Regions from separate parts of the Sus scrofa genome. Here region 1 is linked to region 2. A link is a contact called in public HiChIP or PLAC-seq data. All regions are on one chromosome and are shown on one strand. The core of a region is the stretch at or near the end of the contact, and the rest is flanking DNA. Distances in the headings are between cores, read along the strand shown. Region 1 overlaps AKAP7 (A-kinase anchor protein 7). Region 2 overlaps LOC106508846 (a long non-coding RNA gene).

Region 1 (4,484 bases), core at 501-3,000, 200 kb before region 2:
CTCTAAGCCTCCGTACCCTCATCTTAAATATCTATTTATTGTGAGAATGAAATAAGCTATGGCTATAAAATGCCTGACACTGTGGTTGGAATAATTCTCTTGACCCAGTAAATAGGATTTCTCTGTAACAAATGAGAGTGTACTGTACAAATGTTACATCTAAGAAATCAGCTTGGCAGACTATGGTTTTATTTTCATCATGTCCAGGAGGGGAAAAGAGGGACTTGGGATTTCCGACTTTGGATCGTGGAGTGGACGTCCAGCATTTTTCTGTGTAGCTTCCGTCCCTCTGGGGGCCTCCCTCTCCCTCTCCTTGGGTTTCTGTCCATCACGAGGTCTTGCTTTCCTGCCCTGAGAGGGATACATGGTCCAAGTGGAGTTAACCAGTCTTTCTATAAAGATTTGATAAGAGGGTCTGTCTTCCTTTTGGGTTGTGAATGGAAAGCTGTAAGCTTCAGATTGATGGCTGGCAGGGAGTGAAGGGGAGTCTTCCTGAGAAGGAACATGGCGCAGAAGGAGGGGGCCAGAGAAGGAAAGAGGAGATGATCCTGAAGATATTGTTGGAGCCTCTGAGCTCAGCCGAAGTAGGACCCTCTCTGTTATATTGAAGCAATAAATCGTCCTTGTTTAACTTGCTTGGGTTAAGTTTTTGTCGCCTTCAACCAAAAGGCTTCCGTTATATTCTAGAGGACACTCCGTGTATGTAAGAGCAGCCCCATTCTGGAACAAATCTTTTAAACCTAGTGAAGAGGTAAAAAGTCTTTGATTTCTTCGGACCTTTCATGTTCCACCTTAGTGGCCATAAAATTTAGCCTTAAGTGAGAGCTGTTATGAAGACTAATTCAGTTCACTTCAACTAGGAAACATCGTGGAGCACATCACATTTGGAAAGTTCGGAGCCAAGGGTTAGGAAGATACAGTGAAGATACATGATCTGTATTGTTGAAGGGTTTCTTTCTTTTTTCCATGTTTAAAGTGTTATTGAAGTATAGTTGTTGTGATAATTTCTGCTGTACAACAAAGTGATACAGTTATACGTATACACACATTCATTCGTTTTCAGATTCTTTTCCCATACACATTTTTGAAGGAGGTATATTGGATCCCAACACTTTTCATGCCCTGAAAGGAAAAAGCCAATAGGAAGGATCTTGATGTTCTCAGTCCAACAAGCAAACCCCACCCCTTCCATACCAGGGAAGTTACAGAGCTAAGTCAGCCAAATAGTGAAAGTGAGTTAATTCCCTATTACAGAAGCTCCTGTCACACAGCGGTTACAGCTTGACATGGGCAAACAGTTTCTACAACAAACAGTTTAGCAGATAAAATTTCCTTTAAACAAGCATTTATAATGTCAGAGGTACAAATTAATAGATCTTGGAACTATTAAAACCAGCCTTTGCATTGTATAGTAATGTTCTTTGCCCTTAGCAAATAGTCAGAGGCAAAAACTGAATTATATGATGAAAATATAAAGAATAATTGTAGTTTTAATTTAAAGTTATGCTAGCTAGGACATAAATAATGTTAATTTTACTAAAGGTTGAGGCAGAGGCTTATAATTTTGTTTCTACACACTGCCCCCTAGACTTACAAATTTAGTCAAGAACATTTGTAAACCTCAGATATGTATACAGAAAAATTATCTTTATAGGAAGAAAGTGACATGAAAACAGGATGTTTAGCGTACATAGAGAGAAGATTTCATATTCTCCAGAGAGAGAAGTCACCCAGTTGGTAAGAATCCCATGGTAAAGACTGATTCACTTTTTTTACGTGTCTCAGCGGCCCCTCCCCACCCTTTGTGGTTAGATCGTTGGTGTTGGCATTTGCCATGTGAATTACATCAGGTTTCAATTTGATGTCTTACATCTGACTGTTAGAGCAAAAATAAAATTCACACTTTCTAAGCATTTAAAATATTCAGCTAAAGTTAGCTGCGAAGCTCAGCTTTTCCCGAGTTTTGATTGATGCTTATGATAGCTAATAAACTGGCAAGCAGATGATGTGTTAATCTAAAACTTTCTATCTAGATCTGTAGCAGTCAGACCTTATTTAGAATTCTGACAATGGGGAGTGTGTCTTGAGGAGGAAGGCCAGGGTGGCGAGGAGCCTGGAAACCACAGCATAAGAGGAAGACTGAAGGACTCCAGGTGCTTAGCTTGGATGGTAAATTGTCTTCAGCCATTTGGAGGATTCTTTAATGTGGAAGGGAAAGAAGTTATTCTGTATGGCTTCAGGGGGCTAACATTGGGACAGTGAGTGTTCATTTTAACACATTTTGGTGATTTTGGAAGCCAAATGATATAGATATGTTAAACCCAGTAGTATTCGAATTATGCTTGGATAACTTTGGTTATAAATAATGAAAATACTGAAAGGGAGTTCTAAAACACAAAGACTTTATCATAGTCAGATTTTGCATTAATCATTTTTATTACCTAAGAGGATATTTTGAGGCAGAGTTTTTCGAACTGTTTTAAGCCACCAACCTCTTTCTTTAAATAGAAGACCAACATTTTTTTTGAAAAAAAGTATGCCTCTTTATTATTTCATATTTTATAGTGACTATTAATGGCTCTTTTAATTAGTACCTATAGGCTCAGTAACCTTGCTTTAAATGTAAATCAGCTATAAAGGAAAAAATAAAAACCATTAAAAAAAACCCAAATGTAATGTACAACTTTGGGTTCTTGTCTAGGTACACTGTTGTATTACTGATGTGCCACATAAAATGTTGATTATTGAACTCCGTAGTAACAGTGGGCGATTGGTATCAACAGGTCCTAGAGATAACAAGCTAAGATATATTACCTATTGTATGATTGTCTTTATGAATGAGATTTTGTGAAAACATTTTGTCCAAATTTACATCTGTTTTAAATTAATTTTCTATAGTATGGGTAGAGTAAATTTAAAATAAAAATTCATTGTGATACATTCATACCGTGTAATGTACACCATATACTTAATCTTCAATGTAAAATTAGATACACAGATTTTTAGATTTTATAAAACCTGAAAGTATGTATGTAAAATTGTATGAAATCTGAATATTAAATTGAAAGGCAGAGTAAACAAATTGTTCTAAGGGGAAGCAAGGTCATGAAGTATGCAGTTTTTATTTTTAAAAGTCCGCTTCATAGCTGCTCTTAATTCTGTACCCTTTGCCTCTGTTATTCATGTCTTAGTCCTCCTGAATTTACATTGTGGGGGAAAAACACAGAAATAATTTATGTCAGGATCCAGTCAAGAAAATAGGAATTACGCCAGTTATTTTAACAGAGAGAATTTAACACAGGGAATTAGTTAAACAGCTTTGGGAGAAAATATATTTTTTAAAATTAGGTATGCTACAGTGATTCAAAGTAATTGTTAATAAGGTATTTCTAAGAAAAACTCTCACCCAAATCAATTTAACATACTTAAAAGAACAGATTATTTTTAGACTATTTTCACACACAGTTTATGAAAATTCTGTAAAAATAATTTATTCTTTTGAAATTTCTCAAGTATGTGTTCTGAAGTCTTATGATTTCTTTGGTGAGTATTTCCTTTTTTCACCAGTTTTACTGAGATACAATTGACATAATCTTGGTGAATATTTCCTTAACCCCCTTCACTCATTCAAAGTTAATGATGTTCACTGTCCATGCTGATAGAGGGCAGGTTGGTGAATTGGGGGGAAGGGCATTGGCAGAGGAGACCTGTAGGCAGGAGGAATGGGGGTTTGGGAGTGATAAGTGGTGCTCTCGGGGTTTTGGATGTTAAGAGGAACCAAAGGCTCAGACACTGGGGGGCAAGGCAGTCAGTAGAGTGTTCTGAAAAGTCTGAGGAATTCTTCAGAGGATCTGGGAATCTCTGTCAGAGCAGAAATAGAAAAGGGCAGCAAAAAGAGTCAAGGCAGTGAAAGGACAGATGCAGGCAGGTTTATTCTGTTTTTATTGAAAGGGAGAACTTGTTGGTTTACACATGCAAACAAGACAGGGATAGAGACTGACTTAGAGACAGTACCACCTCTCCATCTCTCCATCGCTTCTTTCAACTTTGCGTTCTCACCCTCTCAAGCTTCATTTGCCGGTGGGGGCTGTGTCCACACCTTCTCAAGCTTCACGCAGTGATGGGAATGTGACTTCCAGCAGCTCTGGGGAGCATTTTCACTGTTGAACATTCAAGTAGAAGGAGTTCCTCTCTTCCAATTCCCATATGTAAAATCTGAGAGATGGTGCGAGTTGTAAACTACACAACCTGAAGGGCACTGTACATATCAGAGACCTGGTAATTTATGTATTATGGCATAAAGTACCTTTATGTACCAACAAAAGCATATTACGAAAAGTTTCCAAGAGATAGAAATGATGAAGTGGCTTTAAAAATTTGAAGTGTGTGCCATTGACCCACTGGTAGCTCTGGTAGACCAGCAGCCCCACTGGAGCCATATGGACCTGGAGATGGGCAACCACCTGAAGGGGATGGGCAGCAAG
Region 2 (4,564 bases), core at 1,968-4,467:
CTCAACAATTCTGGGAGTTGCTTCTATCCCTTAAAAAAAAAAACAAAAAAAACAAAAAAGCAAAGAAACAAAAAAACCTTACCTTAATGGAGTTGCCTACTGCTAAAAACCCTGCCTAAGACAGTTCTAGTGTATCACTGCACCCACAGTAGAGCTGAAATCAGTAATAATAGGAAAGGAATATGACCTCTGAAACTGTAGGGTTGATTCTCTTAGTCTTGCACAGATACTATGCAAAGTTTTTGGAATACAGCCCCCACGAAGAGCTCCTCATGAGAGTTTTTGAACGTGGTTGTGGGGACTGGGGTGTCCAGGGAGGGGGCAAGGAAAAATTAACAAATTAAAAACAACAAAATATTAAACATGGCTGCAAGACACCTGACACTTTTTGAAATCAGAGAATTTAGGAAGGGACAAAGGAAAAGAAAGAGGAGAGAGGAGTTCCCACCCTGGCTCAGTGGTAATGAACCCAACTAGCATCTCTGAAGACACACGTTCCATCCCTGGCCTTGCTCAGTGGGTTAAGGATCCGGCGTTGCTGTGAGCTGTGGTGTAGGTCGCAGACGTGGCTCAGATCCCTCCTTGCTGTGGCTGTGGTGTAGGCTGGCAGCTGCAGCTCCAATTCAACCCCTAGCCTGGAAACTTCCATATACTGTGGGTGCAGCCCTAAAAAGACAAAAAAAAAAAAAAAAGAGAAAAGAAAGAAGTATATCCAACACTTTATAGATATTATTACATAATAAATAATGCCATCATGATATACCAAATACATTGAGAATGTCGATCTTCTTTTAGATATGAGAAAACTGAGGCTTTGCACCTGGGATTTAAATCCACATCCATCTATCCTAAGAACATACACTGTTTTTAATTTAATGTAGTGATGGGAACAATGGGGATAGGGAGAGACTTAGTAAACTTTTGGGTTATCTTTAAAAAAGTATTAATTGAATACCCAGTCTGCAGAATGAGATTTAGAACTGTGAAAATTTTCCCCCTTGGACTTTAATTAGAGATGTCTGATTTTTTTCCTCTACATAAATTCAAATCTTTATACTATGGACATTTACTGGACAAATTTGAAATGAGGACATAAATGTTTCCGGATATTTCTTCCCTCTCCTGAAAATTTTGCTGATTTGTTCTTGATAGTTCCTATAAATACCTCTGTGGGATGGGAAAGTGTAAAGTTAGGAGGAATGACCCGGCCAGAATGAACTATGATTCATGATAACATGTAATTCCCTTAAATGTTTAAATTTAAAATCCGTGTAAATGAATAACCTTTTAAAAGACATGCTGCATCACCAGTGGAGTTTGACAAATGCTTCTAATTACTTAATGCATTACATAGGTAAGAAAGCTAAATACTCTTAGACCTCATTGCTATTTCAGATCAAATGAGAGATGGGTGCATTGATTTGCCATGCATGTTTGTGTGTGTGTGTGTGTGTGTGTGTGTGTGTGTGTAGAATTCATTCAAAGAAACTTTTGAAATCTCAGATGTAAAAAGAGATTAAATTCCACGTGGAATGTGAAAAAAACTCTTCAATTGGTTAATACTGACAATTCTCAACTATAGCTACAATTTATTTTATGTTAAATTATATTCTAAAGCTAATTTGTCTGTTCTTTTACGAGATTAATTTATTATATGTAATCTAGCGCCCCCTTGTGTAATAGATTTTATTAACAAAGTTTGGGAACCAGTATTTGTATACTACGGATACTTTCCTGTAAATCATGTATCTGATAAAGTTTTGGTATCCGTGGCATATAAAGAATTCTTACAGGAGTTCCCGTCGTGGTGCAGTGGTTAACAAATCCGACTAGGAACCATGAGGTTGCGGGTTCGATCCCTGGCCTTGCTCAGTGGGTTAAGGATCCGGAGTTGCCGTGAGCTGTGGTGTAGGCCGGCAGCCACAGCTCCGATTAGACCCCTAGCCTGGGAACCTCCATATGCCACCGCAGTGGCCCAAGAAAATAGCAAAAATACAAAAAAAAAAAAAAAAAGCAATGAATTTGAATATGCATTTTTTCTCTAAATGTATATTCTTACATGGCCAATGAGCACATGAAAATATGGTCACATTTGTCCTTAGAGAAACGTAAAATAAAACCACAATCCAATAGCACTTCACATCTTCTTGGATGGCTTATATATTGTGTTTTGATTTCCAATTTTAGTCCTTGGATCATGGTATTATTTTATCTTTATTTTTTGGTTTGTATTTCCAAAGTCATACACAATAAAAAAAATATAGAAAGGAGCAAGGTTGAAATTTTCAGGTTTCATGCTTTGCCTATAACTGTCATTGAACCAAAACCACGTATGCATTGGAACGTTTCTTAAGAAAATCAGATTCATTCTCAGGAGGGAGGAAAAATAACTTTGTAAAACAGGAGAATTAGTTCTCAGAGATTCTTGGAATTTCAGGGTAAGAAGAAATTGTGGTGATGGAGCGAGGGGCAGAATGTGGCTGACATTTGTTTTTCCTGTGCAAATACAGCTGTCACTGTGTGGTGTGGCACAGGCTACAGGGCATGGTTAGTCCTTCCATGGAGCATGGGTTTATGACAGACTTCTCTTTTTTTAAAAAATTGTGGTACACATACAGAGAACAAACTACTCATTACCAGTAAGACGGGGAGGGGCAACATAAGAGGTGGAGAAGTGGGAGTTACAAACTATTGGGTGTAAGATAGGCCACAAGGATGTATTGTACAACACAGGAATATAGCCAATATGCTAACAGTAAGTGGAGTGTAACCTTTAAAAACTGCATATGTTGGGAAAATGAGTCATCGTCTGTGAGTCTCCTCTTCAGGAAATATTGCTGTAAGACAAAAATCAGTTGAGCAAATATAGTTTGGGGTGCTTTGTTCAAAAAATGTGATAAAAATCACGTAACATAAAATTTACCGTCTGAACCATTTGTAAGTGTGTAGAGTACAGTAGTGATAGGCAGAGGTACTTTGCTGTGCACCAGAACTCTAGACCTTTTCATCTTGTAAAATAGAAACCCTGTATCCATTGAACAACTCCCCTTTTCCCTTCCTGACAGTTTTCCTTTTTTCAGGAAATCTCATGTGAACACCAATATGTGAAGAGGTAGAAGCTATGTTGCCGTAATCCATGGCAAGGGAGGTGGCACCCTTTCCCTGGGACCCCCCTCCCTGTTGATGCTCAGGCTTGTGCACTCTGTGACTCTAGGCTTTTCAAGACTGTGGTTTCACACAATCAGAGACTTAGCTCTTCCCCACTGTAAAGGGTAGAACAGTACCCTATCTATCCCCCAAGTTCATATGTTGACGTCTCAACCCCCAGTACCTCAGAATGAGATCCTATTTGGCAATAGGGTCTTTATAGAGGTAATCAAGTTAATATGTGGTCATTAGGGTACACCCTAATCCAACAGGACTGGCGTCCTTATAAAAGGGGGAAATTTGTGACAACCAAGGCAGAGGTGGCGGTGATGCTTCTAAAAACCAGAGCACCTAGAATTGCTCATAAACCACCAAAAGCTGAGGAGAGATTCTCTCTCACAGCCCTCAGAAAGAACCAGTCCTACTGACACTTTCACCTTGGACTTCTAGCTTCTAGAACTGTGAAAGAATAGATTTCTATTTTTTTTGATGACAGCCCTAGCCAGCTAATACTCCCACATTTCCCATCAGTGAAGCTGTGGATTGCTATGGCTGCTGGATATGGCCAACACAGCCAACAGAGACTTAAGTTTTAGGCTGAGTAGTTACAAATCCCCAGAGATATGACAACTTTGTACTATAATGCAGTTACAGGTTATGGAAAATAATTAACTCAGTGAAAAATGTGCTTTCTAATTGGCCATAAAGGAGAGCAGAATATGCACCCCCAAATATGCCTCTTTGGCATAAGGATTGTCTTGAGCTGGTCTTTTTTAAGAAATAGCAGACACAAGGGAAGCTTTGAAAACTGAACAGAAGTTACCCTTTGGTCAGGGACATTTCCATTTATCAGGGAAATCTTCATTGGTGAGGGTGTCTCCCTCTCTGTACCAGAAAGAGAAAGATGATGAAATTGCTACAATCTCTTGTCAGTGGAGAAGGCAGCAACTTAAATTGATATAATAATTAAGTGAAATCTTTTTTAAAATTGTTATTTCCCCAATACAGTTTTTTTTCTACTGTACAGCATGGTGACCCAGTTACACATATATGTACACATTCTATTTTCACACATTATCATGCTCCATCATAAGTACTAGACATAGTTCCCAGCACTACACAGCAGAATCTCATTGCTAATCCATTCCAAAGGCAATAGTTTGCATCTATTAACCCAAAGCTCCCCATCCACCCTACTCCTCCCCCTCCCCCTTGGCAACCACAAGTCTATTCTCCAAGTCCAGGATTTTCTTTTCTGTGGAAAGGTTCATTTGTGCCATATGCTAGATTCCTGATATAAGTGATAACATATGGTATTTGCGTTTCTCTTTCTGACTTGACTTTACTCAGTATGAGAGTCTCTAGTTCCATCCATGTTGCTGCAAATGGCATTATCGTGTTCTTTTTATGGCTGAGT

What was found. HiChIP or PLAC-seq counts read pairs in DNA pulled down with a chosen protein or histone mark.
Region 1: a contact with region 2 is called in an H3K27ac HiChIP or PLAC-seq map of alveolar macrophages. The contact joins two enhancer-like sites. A contact is called at or near these places in 3 of 47 Hi-C or Micro-C datasets (liver and skeletal muscle) and 1 of 2 datasets of contacts at active chromatin or transcription factors (alveolar macrophages).

Annotation. Positions count from the first base shown.
Region 1 is chr1:32,243,302-32,247,785 of Sscrofa11.1, reverse strand. The region is part of intron 8 of AKAP7 (A-kinase anchor protein 7); the gene reads left to right. Among named protein-coding and RNA genes, the nearest start is that of AKAP7, 120 kb to the left of the region's middle. Within about 2 kb of position 1,750, at least 8 of the 83 cell types and tissues checked have an H3K27ac peak or open chromatin away from gene starts, as enhancers often do. A contact at or near this core is called in alveolar macrophages, where this site is marked.
Region 2 is chr1:32,047,999-32,052,562 of Sscrofa11.1, reverse strand. The region is part of intron 4 of LOC106508846 (a long non-coding RNA gene); the gene reads left to right. Among named protein-coding and RNA genes, the nearest start is that of ARG1, 30 kb to the right of the region's middle. Within about 2 kb of position 3,217, at least 3 of the 83 cell types and tissues checked have an H3K27ac peak or open chromatin away from gene starts, as enhancers often do. A contact at or near this core is called in alveolar macrophages, where this site is marked.